5 separate regions of the Sus scrofa genome follow, and all the other regions are linked to region 4. Evidence: chromatin contacts called from public HiChIP or PLAC-seq data. All regions are on one chromosome and are shown on one strand. Each heading gives the region's core, a stretch centred on a gene start, on an enhancer-like site or on the middle of the called end of the contact. The rest is flanking DNA. Distances are from core to core; before and after follow the strand shown.

Evidence for each region. HiChIP or PLAC-seq counts read pairs in DNA pulled down with a chosen protein or histone mark.
Region 1: an H3K27ac HiChIP or PLAC-seq map of alveolar macrophages shows a contact between it and region 4. The contact joins two enhancer-like sites. A contact is called at or near these places in 1 of 5 promoter capture datasets (fetal skeletal muscle), 1 of 47 Hi-C or Micro-C datasets (epiblast stem cells) and 1 of 2 datasets of contacts at active chromatin or transcription factors (alveolar macrophages).
Region 2: a contact with region 4 is called in an H3K27ac HiChIP or PLAC-seq map of alveolar macrophages. The contact joins two enhancer-like sites. A contact is called at or near these places in 1 of 5 promoter capture datasets (liver) and 1 of 2 datasets of contacts at active chromatin or transcription factors (alveolar macrophages).
Region 3: an H3K27ac HiChIP or PLAC-seq map of alveolar macrophages shows a contact between it and region 4. The contact joins two enhancer-like sites. A contact is called at or near these places in 1 of 5 promoter capture datasets (liver), 1 of 47 Hi-C or Micro-C datasets (embryonic fibroblasts) and 2 of 2 datasets of contacts at active chromatin or transcription factors (alveolar macrophages and skeletal muscle).
Region 5: an H3K27ac HiChIP or PLAC-seq map of alveolar macrophages shows a contact between it and region 4. The contact joins two enhancer-like sites. A contact is called at or near these places in 2 of 5 promoter capture datasets (fetal liver and liver), 1 of 47 Hi-C or Micro-C datasets (embryonic fibroblasts) and 2 of 2 datasets of contacts at active chromatin or transcription factors (alveolar macrophages and skeletal muscle).

The regions. Positions count from the first base shown.
Region 1 is chr5:60,551,651-60,554,378 of Sscrofa11.1, forward strand. All of the region lies in intron 4 of ETV6 (transcription factor ETV6), which reads right to left. Among named protein-coding and RNA genes, the nearest start is that of BCL2L14, 200 kb to the left of the region's middle. Within about 2 kb of position 1,296, at least 26 of the 83 cell types and tissues checked have an H3K27ac peak or open chromatin away from gene starts, as enhancers often do. A contact at or near this core is called in alveolar macrophages, where this site is marked.
Region 2 is chr5:59,813,912-59,816,611 of Sscrofa11.1, forward strand. All of the region lies in intron 1 of CREBL2 (cAMP-responsive element-binding protein-like 2), which reads right to left. Among named protein-coding and RNA genes, the nearest start is that of CREBL2, 16 kb to the right of the region's middle. Within about 2 kb of position 1,335, at least 2 of the 83 cell types and tissues checked have an H3K27ac peak or open chromatin away from gene starts, as enhancers often do. A contact at or near this core is called in alveolar macrophages, where this site is marked.
Region 3 is chr5:59,715,697-59,718,396 of Sscrofa11.1, forward strand. The region is part of intron 1 of LOC110260737 (a long non-coding RNA gene); the gene reads right to left. Among named protein-coding and RNA genes, the nearest start is that of CDKN1B, 19 kb to the right of the region's middle. Within about 2 kb of position 1,270, at least 6 of the 83 cell types and tissues checked have an H3K27ac peak or open chromatin away from gene starts, as enhancers often do. A contact at or near this core is called in alveolar macrophages, where this site is marked.
Region 4 is chr5:60,089,524-60,092,275 of Sscrofa11.1, forward strand. All of the region lies in intron 4 of MANSC1 (MANSC domain-containing protein 1), which reads left to right. Among named protein-coding and RNA genes, the nearest start is that of MANSC1, 8.5 kb to the left of the region's middle. Within about 2 kb of position 1,463, at least 12 of the 83 cell types and tissues checked have an H3K27ac peak or open chromatin away from gene starts, as enhancers often do. A contact at or near this core is called in alveolar macrophages, where this site is marked.
Region 5 is chr5:59,794,698-59,797,397 of Sscrofa11.1, forward strand. No RefSeq gene overlaps it. Among named protein-coding and RNA genes, the nearest start is that of CREBL2, 35 kb to the right of the region's middle. Within about 2 kb of position 1,449, at least 6 of the 83 cell types and tissues checked have an H3K27ac peak or open chromatin away from gene starts, as enhancers often do. A contact at or near this core is called in alveolar macrophages, where this site is marked.

The DNA.
Region 1 (2,728 bases), core at 46-2,545, 460 kb after region 4:
TCCAGGCACACAGTCAAACTGCTAAAAACCAAAGATAAAGAGAAAATCTTGAAAGCAACCAGAGGGGGGAAAAAAGGTTATACCATATACAGGGGAAAAGTTACATTAACATGGCCACCTTCTTTCTTAAACAGCTAGCAAAGAGAGAGAGAGTGTGCAAGCATACGCACTAGAAAGATAGAAATGGAGACCTATATATAGATTAAAAAATACTTAAGAGGAGTTCCCACTGTGACTCAGTGGAAACTAACCTGACTAGTAACCATGAGGATGTGGGTTTGATCCCTGGCCCTGCTCAGTGGGTTAAGGATCTGGCATTGCTGTGGCTGTGGTGTAGGCTGGCAGCTGCAGCTCTGATTGCTACCTAGCCTGTGAACTTCCATGTGCTGAGGGTGCGGCCCTAAAAAGAAAAAAGAAAGACTTAAGAGACACATCAAACCATCTGCAAAGTACAGACAGACTTGCTTGGGTTGTGATTCAAATCAACTATAAAAACTCTTATGAGACTGTTGGAAAAATGTGCACATTCATAAAATAGCTGATGATACTGAGGTGCTATTCGTTTTCAGGAGATGTGAAGGATCTCTGATTATAATTTTATAAAGGGATTTAAAGTACTCAACCTTGCAAGATACAGGTTGGGATGACAAGTACCAACTTCCTCACTTTAACCTCAGTGCAAGTAAATACTTACAGGGTACCGATTGGGCCCGTGGAATTAACTTATTTAATAGCTGCGATAATTAGTATGATAGACATGATCTGTGATCTCTCAGGGATGAGGCACGTTTTCTTTTCAGAGCTAATATGGATCAATTCTGCCCTCCACAAAAATGAATTTATCTTTTGTCCATGGTTCACGTCTCATTTGTCACCGAATATGATCACGGGAAGCCATATTTAAGACAGCTGCATTTTGAAGTTTCATATATTTTCTTCTAAATGCCATTTACAGAACGTCTCCCTTTCATTAAACTTATTCAGGTTTAAAAACACTCAAGGATGATGAAGACGATGTATTTCAAAATCCCATTTCCCGAATCCATTTCCTGTCTTACAAATTTCCAAACGGACACAGGCGGTGGCCAGTCGTCTGGTTACCTGCAGGCTTTCTTTGATGTCCTGGGTTTCAAGGCTCAGTGGATGGGTGTGCACTCAGGACAAGCCTTAGGAAGTCGGGGAGGGCTGCGAGAGGAAGAACTTTCATGCTAAGGGGAAAAGAGGAACTGATGTAATGTCCTGGAGAAATTTCACTCTCTGTTCCTGCCTAGATTTTGGGAACAATGACGGAGGGAGATAGTGCTCTGGACAATCCAGCTCAGATCTTACTTCTGACTCAGGATCTGGGCAGGAACAGGACTCGGAGGAGCTTGATTTATTTATTTCTCGGCAGACACCACTGAAAGAGGAAGTACTTGATGAAGCTGATAACATTAATGGCAGAGAACTGGATCTAAGGGTATTTAATTCCAGGCTCCTGGTGGTCTGGGCACAACCACTGTCAAGGCCGAAAGGTCTGCCTTGAGCCCTTCCAAGCTTTGTTTCAGGTTGCAAAGCACGTGCCCACGTTTGGAGTGGATTCTGACGTTGCTGCCCTGCTGCCTCTGTTATTATAAGTTGGCAGCGGGGTATGGAAACTTATGAGACCAGAGGCGGCAGGCAGAGAAGCTCCGGACACAGGAAGTGCACTGAGAGGACAGTGGGTGCATTAAATCCCCCAGATGTAGGAGTCTTCTGTCTAAAACAAGAAGTTTTTTTTTTTTTTTTCGGTCTGGCCTTGATGTCTGGGTTTGTTCTTGGTGAACGGCCCAGCTGGAAAACTGGGAAATAATCCACATTGCCCTTGGTCTGAAGGTCTTGATATGGGAGAGAAACACACAAGGAAGAGAGAGGAAAAGCCGCAAGTAATCGGTCAGTGGGAAGACCCAGGTCTGGTTGGGACCTCATTCTGAAAGTACTTTCTGATCCCAAACCCTTCTCTCTGTAGACCTCTTCTAGATACAAACCAGCCCTTCTTCTCACTACCAAAGAGTCCCCCACAAATTAGGACTGTGAATGTGATGGTCACAAAAAAGGGCTGATTTCTTTTCTCAGCTTCTTTTCTCATTAGAAAAGTGTCTCCAAAATTCACCCACATTTGACCCAATTGGAGCTCCCGTTGTGGCGGAGCAGACATATCCGACTAGTATCCATGAGGATGTGGGTTCGATCCCTGGCCTTGCTCAGTGGGTCGGAGATCTGGTGTTGCCATGAGCTATGGTGTAGGTCACAGATGTGGCTCAGATCCTGCGTTGCTGTGGCTGGGGTGTAGGCCGGCAGCTGCAGCTCTGATTCCACTCCTAACCTGAGAACTTCTCTTTGCCACAGGTGCAGCCCTAAATAGTCAAAAGCAAAAAAAAAATTTTTTTTTTGGACCCAATTTAATCACAATATATAATGATTAACTAGTAGACCCTAAAAAACAAAACTCTGCCTTTGGTTAAAGTCTTGGGGTTTGACTAGGAAATTTCCAGGGCAGAGCACAGGCTAAGATCAAGTTTCTCTCACACCCCAGGATCACATTTCCCCATTCATGCTTTCTCTAAGCCCATGGATGATGATAAGAGAAGTTAGGGAGATGAAAGTGGTGGGGGGGGAGCAGGTAATTCTCACTCATCATCCTCAGTGATCCATATGCCCCCGCAACACCAAAGAGACCATTTCCCAGACAGTTTAGTAGGAACAATGC
Region 2 (2,700 bases), core at 85-2,584, 280 kb before region 4:
ATGAGATCGAATACTCTGAGGCTCTGAGAAAATATCTTTTCTTTACACCACCATCTTAAACGCTAGCTACTTGAGTACTATTCCCAAATTAGTTGCAACTTTTCAAAAACTGGTATTTTAAAGCTTTCCTATTCTGCATCATCACATTTCCCCCCCAAATAATAATATACACCTCAAGAAACTTTTCTTCAGAGTCGAATATATAATTAGCAATTGTAGGATGACTAGTGGACCAAATATTACCATGGACTAAATTTTAAATTATCCTTACATTACATCAACTGTAAAATTGTAATAAAATATTTTGAAATCACCCTACATTAGAATAAAGTGTATTTGCTACTGACGTAGTTTTTAAGAAGCACTATATTTACCTAACCTGCATCAGGGAAGAATCCTTATCTCTGGCTTGGTTTCCACATAGTTTTTGTGAAACTAAATTCCACTTTCAAAAAATCGTAAGGACAAGCAACTGTCAAACCAGACTGAAATTTAATAAGATTTCTTGTCACCTTAACTACATGACAGATCTCTTGTCCCAGTTCCTTTCTTCAAAAAAACCTTATGTGGAAAGGGAAAGGCCAGAAATTTCTTTGGCAAACAATTCCATCCCTAGCAATCTGTGTGTGACTGCGCTGCTTCAAGTACAGTCATGTCTAAACTCATGTCTATAGTGAAATAAACAGTAATCACATCTATTCTTTAGGCATTAAAATGAGTCATCAATCACACCCTGCTATAATCTAATATCTCATATACTGCTGCTTTTAATTAATTCAGGAATGGAATTCAGGAATGGCTGCCTTTCAGAAGCCAGTGAGAGGACACAGTGTACTTCAAAGATTTCATTGATTTTTTTATACAAACCTAGCATAGTCATAAAAATCAAATAAAAGTTATAACCCTTTGTTTAGTTTTCATGGTAGCAAAATACTTAAATTGGAAGTGTTTTATTACTTTTTTTTTAAAGTAGGAAGGCAACCCAGGGCTCTTTCATTTTATGTCATCTGTAAAATTACATTTAAAACCACCACTACTCTAGCTTAATATTTCCTCAGTAATAAACTGAATTTTTGGCTTCTGGTGCTAGCTAAAATCTGATTAGTGTACCGGTTTCCAAGAGTCAAGCACATCACAGCATTTCTGTAAATCTTAGGTAAAATAATGTATGAAAGCACTTTGTAAAAAGAAAGAGAGTATTATACAAATGTAGCTTAGTATACTAAGTTGTCCTAACAAATGAATTTTATATATTTCATAAGCCATAAAGACTGGGGGACAGATAAGGGAAGTTAATTAGAAATTAAGAACCAGAAACTAAAACTGAAATCAACCTCACAAATTCCTTAAAGATCTCTGAGCCACAAGTTAAGTCTTACCAGTGTTTCTTAAAATTTTCACAAACTCGGTAATAACCACATTTTCTTTTTCACCCCCCCCCCCCGCTCTCCTATGTCTTCTGTGAGGAAGCACATTATTGTAGCTAAAGAAAAGTACTGATTTTTATGCACCAACACAAACTCCAAAGAAAACTATGAAAATAACCCCCAAATTTATTTTCTGTTCTAATTTTATTTCTCCTGACATAAAGCGATATGAAATTTTAAACAGCTATTTTTACAACAATGTACCTCTTTATTGGCTATCCATGTTACCTCCTGTTCCTCCCCAAAACACACTTGTGAGCTGGGGACCAAAGGTACAAAGGGAAACACAAGGCCTGTCCACCTAACCCCAACTGCTAAGAAAAGAAACCTGCCAGCCATTGATTTTGTCTTGCCCTGCACAGAGAACGTACTTCACAAAGGTAGGATATTAGAGATGTTAGATTTCAGTAGGGCCTCTGTAATACTAAGTCTGTCTTCATTAGATATTAAAAATGTTAAAGTCTATTTATCATAAGCAAGTAAGAATGAAAATCTACTTTTCTGCTAACTTTTTTAACACTTTCTCCTTTGAAATAAGTTAAAAACTACAGATCATGATTTTCAGAAAGTAAGCACCAGGGACTTGGTCACATATATTTTATCTTAGTACACAATAAGTATTTAATAAATATGACAGATTAAAAAAAAGACATTCCTAAATAACCAATGAGTCATAGAAGAGCTCATAAGGGAAATTTAAAAAATACTTTAAGATGAAGGAAAAGGAAAACATACCAAAACTTTATGAGATAAAGCTAAAGCAGTGCCCAGGAGCTATAAACATCTAAATAAAGAAAGAAGTAATATTTTAAAACCAATAACCTAATTTTCTACTTTAAGAAACTAGGGGAAAAAAGAGCAAATTAAACCCAAAGCAAGTAGATGAAAGAAATAATATTAGAGTAGAGATAAATGAAACAGAGACTAGAAAAACAACAGGAAAAAAAAAAAAACACCACCTGGTTCTTCTGAGAGACCAAAAAAATTGACAAACTTTCACCTAGACTGACCAAGAGAAAACATTCAAAACTCTAAAATCAAGACTGAGAGAGAAGTCATCACTATTAACTTCACCAAAGTAAAAATGGTTATATGGGAATACTATGAAAAATTACATGCCCCAAAACTAGATAACGTGGTTGAAATTGACAAATTTCTGGAAAGTCACAAAGTAGTAAGACTGACTCAAGAAGAAATAGAAAATCTAAAAGGACCTATAACAAAGAAACTGGAAAAGTAATTAAAAATTTTTTCATAGAGAAAGTCAGGGTCC
Region 3 (2,700 bases), core at 20-2,519, 370 kb before region 4:
GGGAGAGATTTCAAATAAGTACAAGGCAATGTCTAACAAATGGAAACTTAAGGCATCCATGAAAAATACTCAACACTATCAAGCAGCATAGAAATGCCAAGGTCAGGAGGCATTTTAGAGAAGAATAAAAGCCTACAAATGTCTTTTGGTAAATCTGTGAGTCAAGTGATTTGTTAGTGCCCTAATAAGGCATAAACAGAAGAAATAAGGTGAGTAGAAGAAAGTTTACCCAGGACTGGTCAAGAGAAGCTGCCTCGTGGCCATGCTGATGGGCCTGGGTTCTCTGTGTGCAGCAGAGAGGAGTGGGGGCCTTAGAAAAGCAGGTGAAATGTTGTTCCCATTGTGGTTCTGTGGGTTAAGGACGGGACAGAGTCTCCATGAGGATGCAAGTTCGATCCCTGGCCTCACTTAGTGGGTTAAAGATCCAGCATTGCCACATGCTGCAGTGTGGGTCACAGGCTCTGATCTCGCATTGCTGTGGCTGTAGCATAGGCCAGCAGCTGCAACTCCCTTTTGACCCCTAGTCTGGGAATTTCCATATGCTGAGGGTGCAGCCAAAAAAGACCAAAAAAAAAAAAAAAATTGTAGAGAGGAAAAGCAAGAAACAGAATTAGCATGTCCCAGGTGTCACCCAGAGCCTGACACTTATTGTTGACAAACAAAAAGTCTCACAGATACATTCCCCTTTCTCCTCCCATGTAACCACCGCTTCGGTTCTGCAGCCTCAGGTCTCCCATTCACCAAATCGTCTATTCCCACGGTGCCTGTTCCAGAATCCATCACTAGATGCTAATGGGATTCACAGCTCTTCTTGAGTACCTAACCCAAGCCTGGGGCCCAGGCTTCACCAGCCAGGTGAAGATACGCTAGAGATAAGGGTTTTGTTCCCTCCTTCTCACTTTCCATCAGGAGCTCTTTCTTTTGAGCAAAGATTTGCTGTATTTTATTTTGCTGGCAGAGAGGAGGAAGGGAGGTGGAGGGCAAAAGATAGAAAGGAAACAAAGGAGCTAAGATGCAGTAGGTATTTGGGGGCTGGTTTTGGCTGGAGCTGATTCTTAGAGCTATTGTGTTTGAGAAATATGAAAGACTACCACCAAAGACTGAAACAGAAACACCTGTGATTGGGGCTGGGCATTACAGGTCCCCTAGACCAGTTCCAAAAGAATCTGAGTTGTTAGCTGAAATGATGAACAAACTGTGAACGATCCGTTTGCCCACACCAGTAAAAACTTAAGGGAAGCACATCAACTCTTAATCGCTATACAGGTTTAGCCAGCAGAGGGCGCCCTCTTACTAATCTTCAATTAAAAAATCCTCGCGGGTTGTCCGTTTTTACTACCTCTCTTTTGAAGTCTCTTTCCAAAACCAAATATGTAAATAATGAATCCTTTAGCCAGAGTATTTGCGAACATTGAATCCAGCTGTTCAGTTTTTTGAAGAAAATGTTTCCATATTCACTCCTGAGTTGTTCTTAGCTTAGAAACTTCACACCACCTGAACTCGCCAAGGGCAAAATATGGACTGGGCCTTAAAAAACACAAGCAACCAGTTCCTTCTGACAATGAAGACAATACTAGCTGACCCCAGGGTAGCTGGGGAGAGAGGGAATTGGTCCTCGGAGTTAGCATAGGACTTGCCTGGGTGCTCCTTCCAAACCTGAAATCAATCAGTTATGATCAGCATCTGCTCTCACAGTCCAAAGACCTCACATCCCTTTCACTTACTAAGGGCTAAGTTTTAAAACTTCCTTTTTCTTTTTTTTTCACACGGCCGCACCTGTGGCATATGGATGTTTCCAGGCGAGGGGTCCAATCAGAGCTGGAGCTGCTGGCCTCCACCACAGCCCCAGCAATGCTGGATCTGAGTGACATCTGCAATGCTGAAGCTTGTGACGACACCAGATCCTTAACCCACTGAGCAAGGCCAGGGATAGAACCAGCATCATCATGGAGACTGTCTCAGGTTCTTAACCTGCTGAGCCACAATGGGAACTCCCTTAAAACATGTTTTATATTGTGTATGTTGAGCAGCATGGCAAAGAAATTCAAAGGTGTGAGTCTGGACTTTCTTTCCCACACCTTATCTGAAGGATCCCAGTGTAAGACTAGGGATTTTGACAAGTCAGAATGGCCATCATTCATAAATCCACAAATAACAAGTGCTGGAGGGGCTGTGGAGAAAAGGGAACCCTCCTGCACTGTTGGTGGGAATGTAAACTGGTACAGCCACTATGGAGAACAGTTTGGAGATACCTTAGAAATCTATACATAGACCTTCCATATGACCCTGCAATCCCACTCTTGGGCATCTATCCGGACAAAGCTCTACTTAAAAGAGACACATGCACCCGCATGTTCATTGCAGCACTATTCACAATAGCCAGGACATGGAAACAATCCAAATGTCCATCGACAGAGGATTGGATTCGGAAGATGTGGTATATATACACGATGGAATACTACTCAGCCATAAAAAAGGATGACATCATGCCATTTGCAGCAACATGGATGGAACTAGAGAATCTCATACTGAGTGAAATGAGCCAGAAAGACAAAGACAAATACCATATGATATCACTTATAACTGGAATCTAATATCCAGCACAAATGAACATCTCCTCAGAAAAGAAAATCATGGACTTGGAGAAGAGACTTGTGGCTGCCTGATGGGAGGGGGAGGGAGTGGAAGGGATCGGGAGCT
Region 4 (2,752 bases), core at 213-2,712:
TGACTGTTTTGAAAGGGTTAAAACCCAGTGAATACAGTATATAAAATTCCAGTACATGTGTCATTAGGTTCCAATGATTTTGTAATCACATTATCTAAATAAAACTCAGTGGATTTTATCACCCACACCTGGAGGAAAACTCATTTAAAAAGTATTTATTGATGGAGTTCTCGTCATGGCTCAGCGGAAACCAATCTGACTAGGAACCAGGAGGTTGTGGGTTCGATCCCTGGCCTCGATCAGTGGGTTAAGGATCTGGTGTTGCCGTGAGCTGTGATGTGGGTCACAGGTGTGGCTTGGATCCCACGTTGTTGTAGCTGTGGTGTAGGCTGGCAGCTGTAGCTCTGATTAGACCCCTAGCCTGGGAACCTCCACATGCTGCTAGTGCAGCCCTAAAAAGCAAAAAAAAAAAAAAAAAGTATTCATTGAGAATCTTCCATATGTCAAATCTGTGCAGAGCACTGGAAATATAGTCTCCGTACTTGGAAGTTACATATTTGCTCAGAATACAGAAGATAAGTAAAAATAATATGATTATTTGGATAAGTCTTGGTGAGATGTTGGCTTGTTAATTTTTCAGGAGGAAATGCTTTCAGGTGCCGAATTTCCTTTAAATTTTAGGAAGTTTTTGTTGTCAATGCCCTTAGGTATTAATACTGTTCTCTTTGTTCATTTATTCAATACGCAACAAATTTTATTTCGCATCTCCTATCCACCAATCACTTTTTACACTCTAAGAATACAAAAGTACGACACTGAGCATGAAAAACAAGGTTCTCACCTCTGAAATTGCTATTTTAGGAGAACGAGACGGTAACCTTAATAAACAATCAAAAAATAGAGTTACCAGGGCTATGAAGCTAATTGAGCTCAGACAAGATAATAGATCATCGCTGAGTGGACGTTCTGGATTAGGTGATCAATGCAACCATCTGTGAAGAGGAAACCCCTAAACTGAGATCTGAGCCAGATGTGAGAAGATTGTGGAAGGACCCTCCAGGCAGAGGGAACAGCCTATTCCAATATCCTGAGGCATAGTGGTTTTGGAAACCCTCCAATCTCAGCTGGCTGACTCATAGTGAACCATGTACAGAGTGATATGCAGGCAGTAAGAAAAGCAACCATCACATCAGCCTTTGTATGGCATAAGGCGATTTTATTTTAGGTGGGCGATGGGAAGCCATTGGAAGATTTCAGCAGGCATGTACCGTGGTGTTTTAAAGGTGATTTCTCAAAGCTCACCATGACCGCTCTATTGGGAATGGACAATGATGCAACAAGCAGCCAGGGGACAAGTGGGTAGGATGAGATCCAAGTGAAGGGAGGTGGCCTTGGGGACCAGGGATGAGGTGGAGGGAAGTAAACATTTGGGCTGTTTCCAAGTAGCAGTTGACAGGGCTTGCTGAGAGGCTTAGATGTGGGGAGCAAGGTCAAGAGACTAGCGAAGCGAGTTTGAGTTTTTGGCTAGAGCGTCTAGAGGATGACAGCGCCCTCTACTGGGGAAGATTTGCGGAGAAGCAGTTTAGGGCTGGGAGGGAGGGTGCAAGCGGGGTTCTCTGGGCCAGGATGCTGCCCAGGGCGCTGGACACGGATTCAGCTTTGTCCCCTGGCGAGGCTGTGTCTGAGTTTTGTTCATGAACCAGGAAAACCTGATGTAGCAAACATTCCCTTAAAATAGGAGCATAAAGCACGGATTGCTTGTGTAAATTCTTCCTAAACAGGGATACAAGCCCATGTATAAAATGATTGGCAGCCAAGGGACAGGGTTTCAGTTTTGCCAGATGAAAAAGTTCTGGAGATGGAGGATGGCGATGGCTGCACAACTATGTGAATATTCTCAGTGCCCGTGAACTTTACTCTTCAAAGGGGTTAAAGTGGTAGATGGTGTGTGGTATATTTTATCACAATTTTTTGTTGTTGTTTTTGTCCTTTTAGGGCCACACCCACGGCACATGGAGGCTCCCAGGCTAGGGCTCGAATCTGAGCTGTAGTGCTGGCCTACTGCCACAGCCACAGCAATGCAGAATCCAAGCCACGTCTGCGACCTACACCACAGCTCATGGCAATGTTGGATCCCCAACCCACTGAGTGAGTCCAGGGAGCGAACCAACATCCCCCTGGATGCTCGCTGGATTCGTTAACTGCTGAGCCATGACTGGAACTCCCAAAACTTTTTTAAAATCATAATTTTTTAAAAAGACCATGGCACAGAACAAATTAGGCTTCTCAGAACCTGAAATCTTACCGCGTGTGGAAAGAGTCTTGTTCTTCTCCTGCCCTTTCTGGGCTTCCTGGTGGCCGGAGTGGCTGCCCCGACTGTGGCCCCTTCACGTCTGTATATATTCTTGGCTAAAAGCATTGGGGACCTACTGTGTCATGTGGATGTAGCTTCCCACTGTTGCCCTTTTTTCATCACCCAGAACATAGCAGAGTGTGTTAGACACCCAGGGATGTAGCCAACAGGAAATGGACATCCCAGTCTGAGTTTCCAATTGGAAAGGTTTGTTTCTCCTTCAAGAGCTCCCATCAGGTGGAAGTTGGACCATCACATCCGCTTCTATGATCCCTTCTCACTGTCTTCATTGTGTCCTTTCTTCCACTGTCAGTGTGTAGTCCCCACGTGTATCATCTGTTTCGCAATTAAAGAATATTGAAGAAGTTATGGGTAATATAATCCAGTAATTCTATCTCCATAAAATCTGTACCAAAGAAACATCTATTGGTGAGAAACTGTTTATCATTTAATTAGTAG
Region 5 (2,700 bases), core at 199-2,698, 290 kb before region 4:
CAAATTAAGAGTGTTAATCAAAGCACAAAGGAGAGAGCGCTAAAGTCTTATGACCAATGATAATTCAACTATATTTTCCCAGCATGTTGATAATTCACATTTTTTTTTTTTAGTTTAGTTTAATATTTAGGATTCCTGCTGTCTTACTTGATTTTGAACTTGGAGGAAACTTGATGTAATGCACAGACTGGTGACGATTTGCTTAAGTCTTAGCAATACAAGAATACAATTCACTGTAACTCACACTTACCTGCTGAGCACCAGAGTTAGGTCCCAGGGAGGCAGGCTGCTGGAGGGGAATAAGAAAACGACTCCAATCTTCTTATTAGGCACACAGTGAGGTGCATCCTAATGTGGATTCATGTAGCCTCCAAACAGGAGTTCAAGAAAGGTAATGGGGAGTTCCTGCTGTTGGCACAGTGGGTTGATGCTCTGGCTTGTCTCTTTGGGGACACTGGTTTGATTCCCAGCTGGGCACAGTGAGTTAAGGATCCAGTGTTGCTGCAGCAAGCCTCAGATTCAGTCCCTGGCCTGGGAATTTCCATGTGCCATGGAAGCGGCCAAAAAAGAAAAACAAGCTAACAGTGGGGAGCAGGGTTCAGAGGAGAGCAACTACCCTACCTAGCTCTAGATGCCCCTAGATCTTCAGAGGAGGGCATAGGCATGCAGCCTTTGAGGTGGCATTTGAATTTTCCCTTTTCTAATCTTCAGCGAAAAATGCTGATCCCACCAGCCTGTTGCTCAAAGCTCATCAGCACATCCTTTTGGATGCACTTCCCCATGGACCTTCCATCACAGGTCTCCCCAAGATGCCTGGAGCTGATGCCTGGGCCAGAGCTCTCAGCAAGGACTACATTACCCCCAGGGTCCTCCCCCAAGCTTGTGGGGAGCAGTCATTTGCCAGATAAGGGTGGCAATTTGCCTCTTCTGGTGGACACAGGGCTTTGCTTCACCTCCCCGCACCGTCTGCCTCCCCAGTCTTGCTGCCACCTGCCAGACTCACTTTGAAGCAACAGAAGCAAGTTGTGTTGGAGTTGCTGGGCCAGGACCAGCTCAAGGTTACGCTCTTCTCTAAGAACCATGTGTAAAAGAAGCAAAGAATTAGACTGAGAAGGGCAAGAGGCGAGATGCTGGGAGACCTAACCCAAGCAAACCCCTCATTGTTTGGTAGAGGAAATTAAGTCCAAGAGGTCATATTAGGGGGTCACATAAAATGCCTTCTACCAACCAGTCCAGCATTCTTTAACTCTGTCATTCTGCTGGTTGCGGCATGATTCATTGATTGGAGGGTAAAGAAAAATCCTCACTGTGTTCAGAAGAATTTGAAGAGAATAAACCTTTCCCCACTGTTCAGTGAACTTGCTGATTCCTCTGGAACAGAGACAGCCTTAGAGGGCTGTGACGTGAGAGCCATGGAAACAGACTTCGTCCAGCTGTTCGCAGAGCGACCGCGTGGTGGCACTGTGGCCAGCAGGCAGAGTCCATCTGTTCATACCTGAGGTTTCCAGGAGGTCTTGTCTCATAGCAACAAGATAGTGGAAATCGCTGAGCACCAGAAGCAGCTATGGACTAAGGAATCAGTGTGTTCAGAACACCAATCATCTGGAGTTCTCTTGCGGTGCAGCGGGTTAAGGATCCCGCATTGTCATTGCAGCAGCTTGGGTCACTGCTATGGTTCCTTGGCCCAGGAACTTCCACATGCTGTGGGTGTGACCAAAACCAAAACAAAACATAAAGCATCTGAACATCAGAAAAAATTCCAAATAACAAACACCCTTTAGAGGCATGAAATCACTAGTCAAAATATTATTTTAAACCCATTTTACAAATGGTAGGATTTTCCCAAAACCCCAACATGTCACCAAACTCACAGTTGTGCCATCCACACTTACCAGGGCCTCTCTTTTCTCCATTTATTATTTGACTCTGAGAATTCATGGACTTTCCATAGCAGTGTAATTTAGACTTTGCCTAAAGGTTCCTGTGTTCTGGTAAACAGACAGTTACGTTTATTTTAGGTTAAATTCATTTTTGGCCCATCTCATTTCCATCAGACCCTCTAATTTTTGAGACCCTTTAATCTGGGCCATTCTGAACTTTTTGCTCAGCTGAACACTTATGTTCAAAAGCTCTGTCTTCATTCTCAGAAGAAGCCTCTTATTATTACTATTATCATTATTATTTTAATTGAAGGATAGTCGAGTTACAATGTTGTGTTAGTTTCAGATATACAGCAAAGAGCTTCAGATATATATTCTTTTTCAGATTCTTTTCCCATCTAGGTTATTGTAGAACATCGAGTTCAGTTCTCTGTGCTCTACAGTAGGGCCTTCGTGGTTAACTACTTTATATATAGTAGTGTGCATGTGTTAATCCCAAACTCCTAATTTATCCCTCCCACTCCTTTCCCATTTGGTAACCATGCATTTATTTTCTGTGTGAGCCTGTTTCTGTTTTGTAAATAATTTCATTCGTTTCTTTTTTTTAGGTTCTTCATATAAACAATTTCACATATTTATCTTTTTCTGTCTGACTTACTAGAATAAGCCTCTTTAAAAATATTGCTTTAGGAGTTCCCGTTGTGGTTCAGTGGTTAATGAACCTAACTAGTATTCATGAGGGTGGGTGTTTGATCCCTGGCCTCGCTCAGTGGGTTAAGGATCTGGTGTTGCCATGAGCTGTGGTGTAGGTCACAGATGC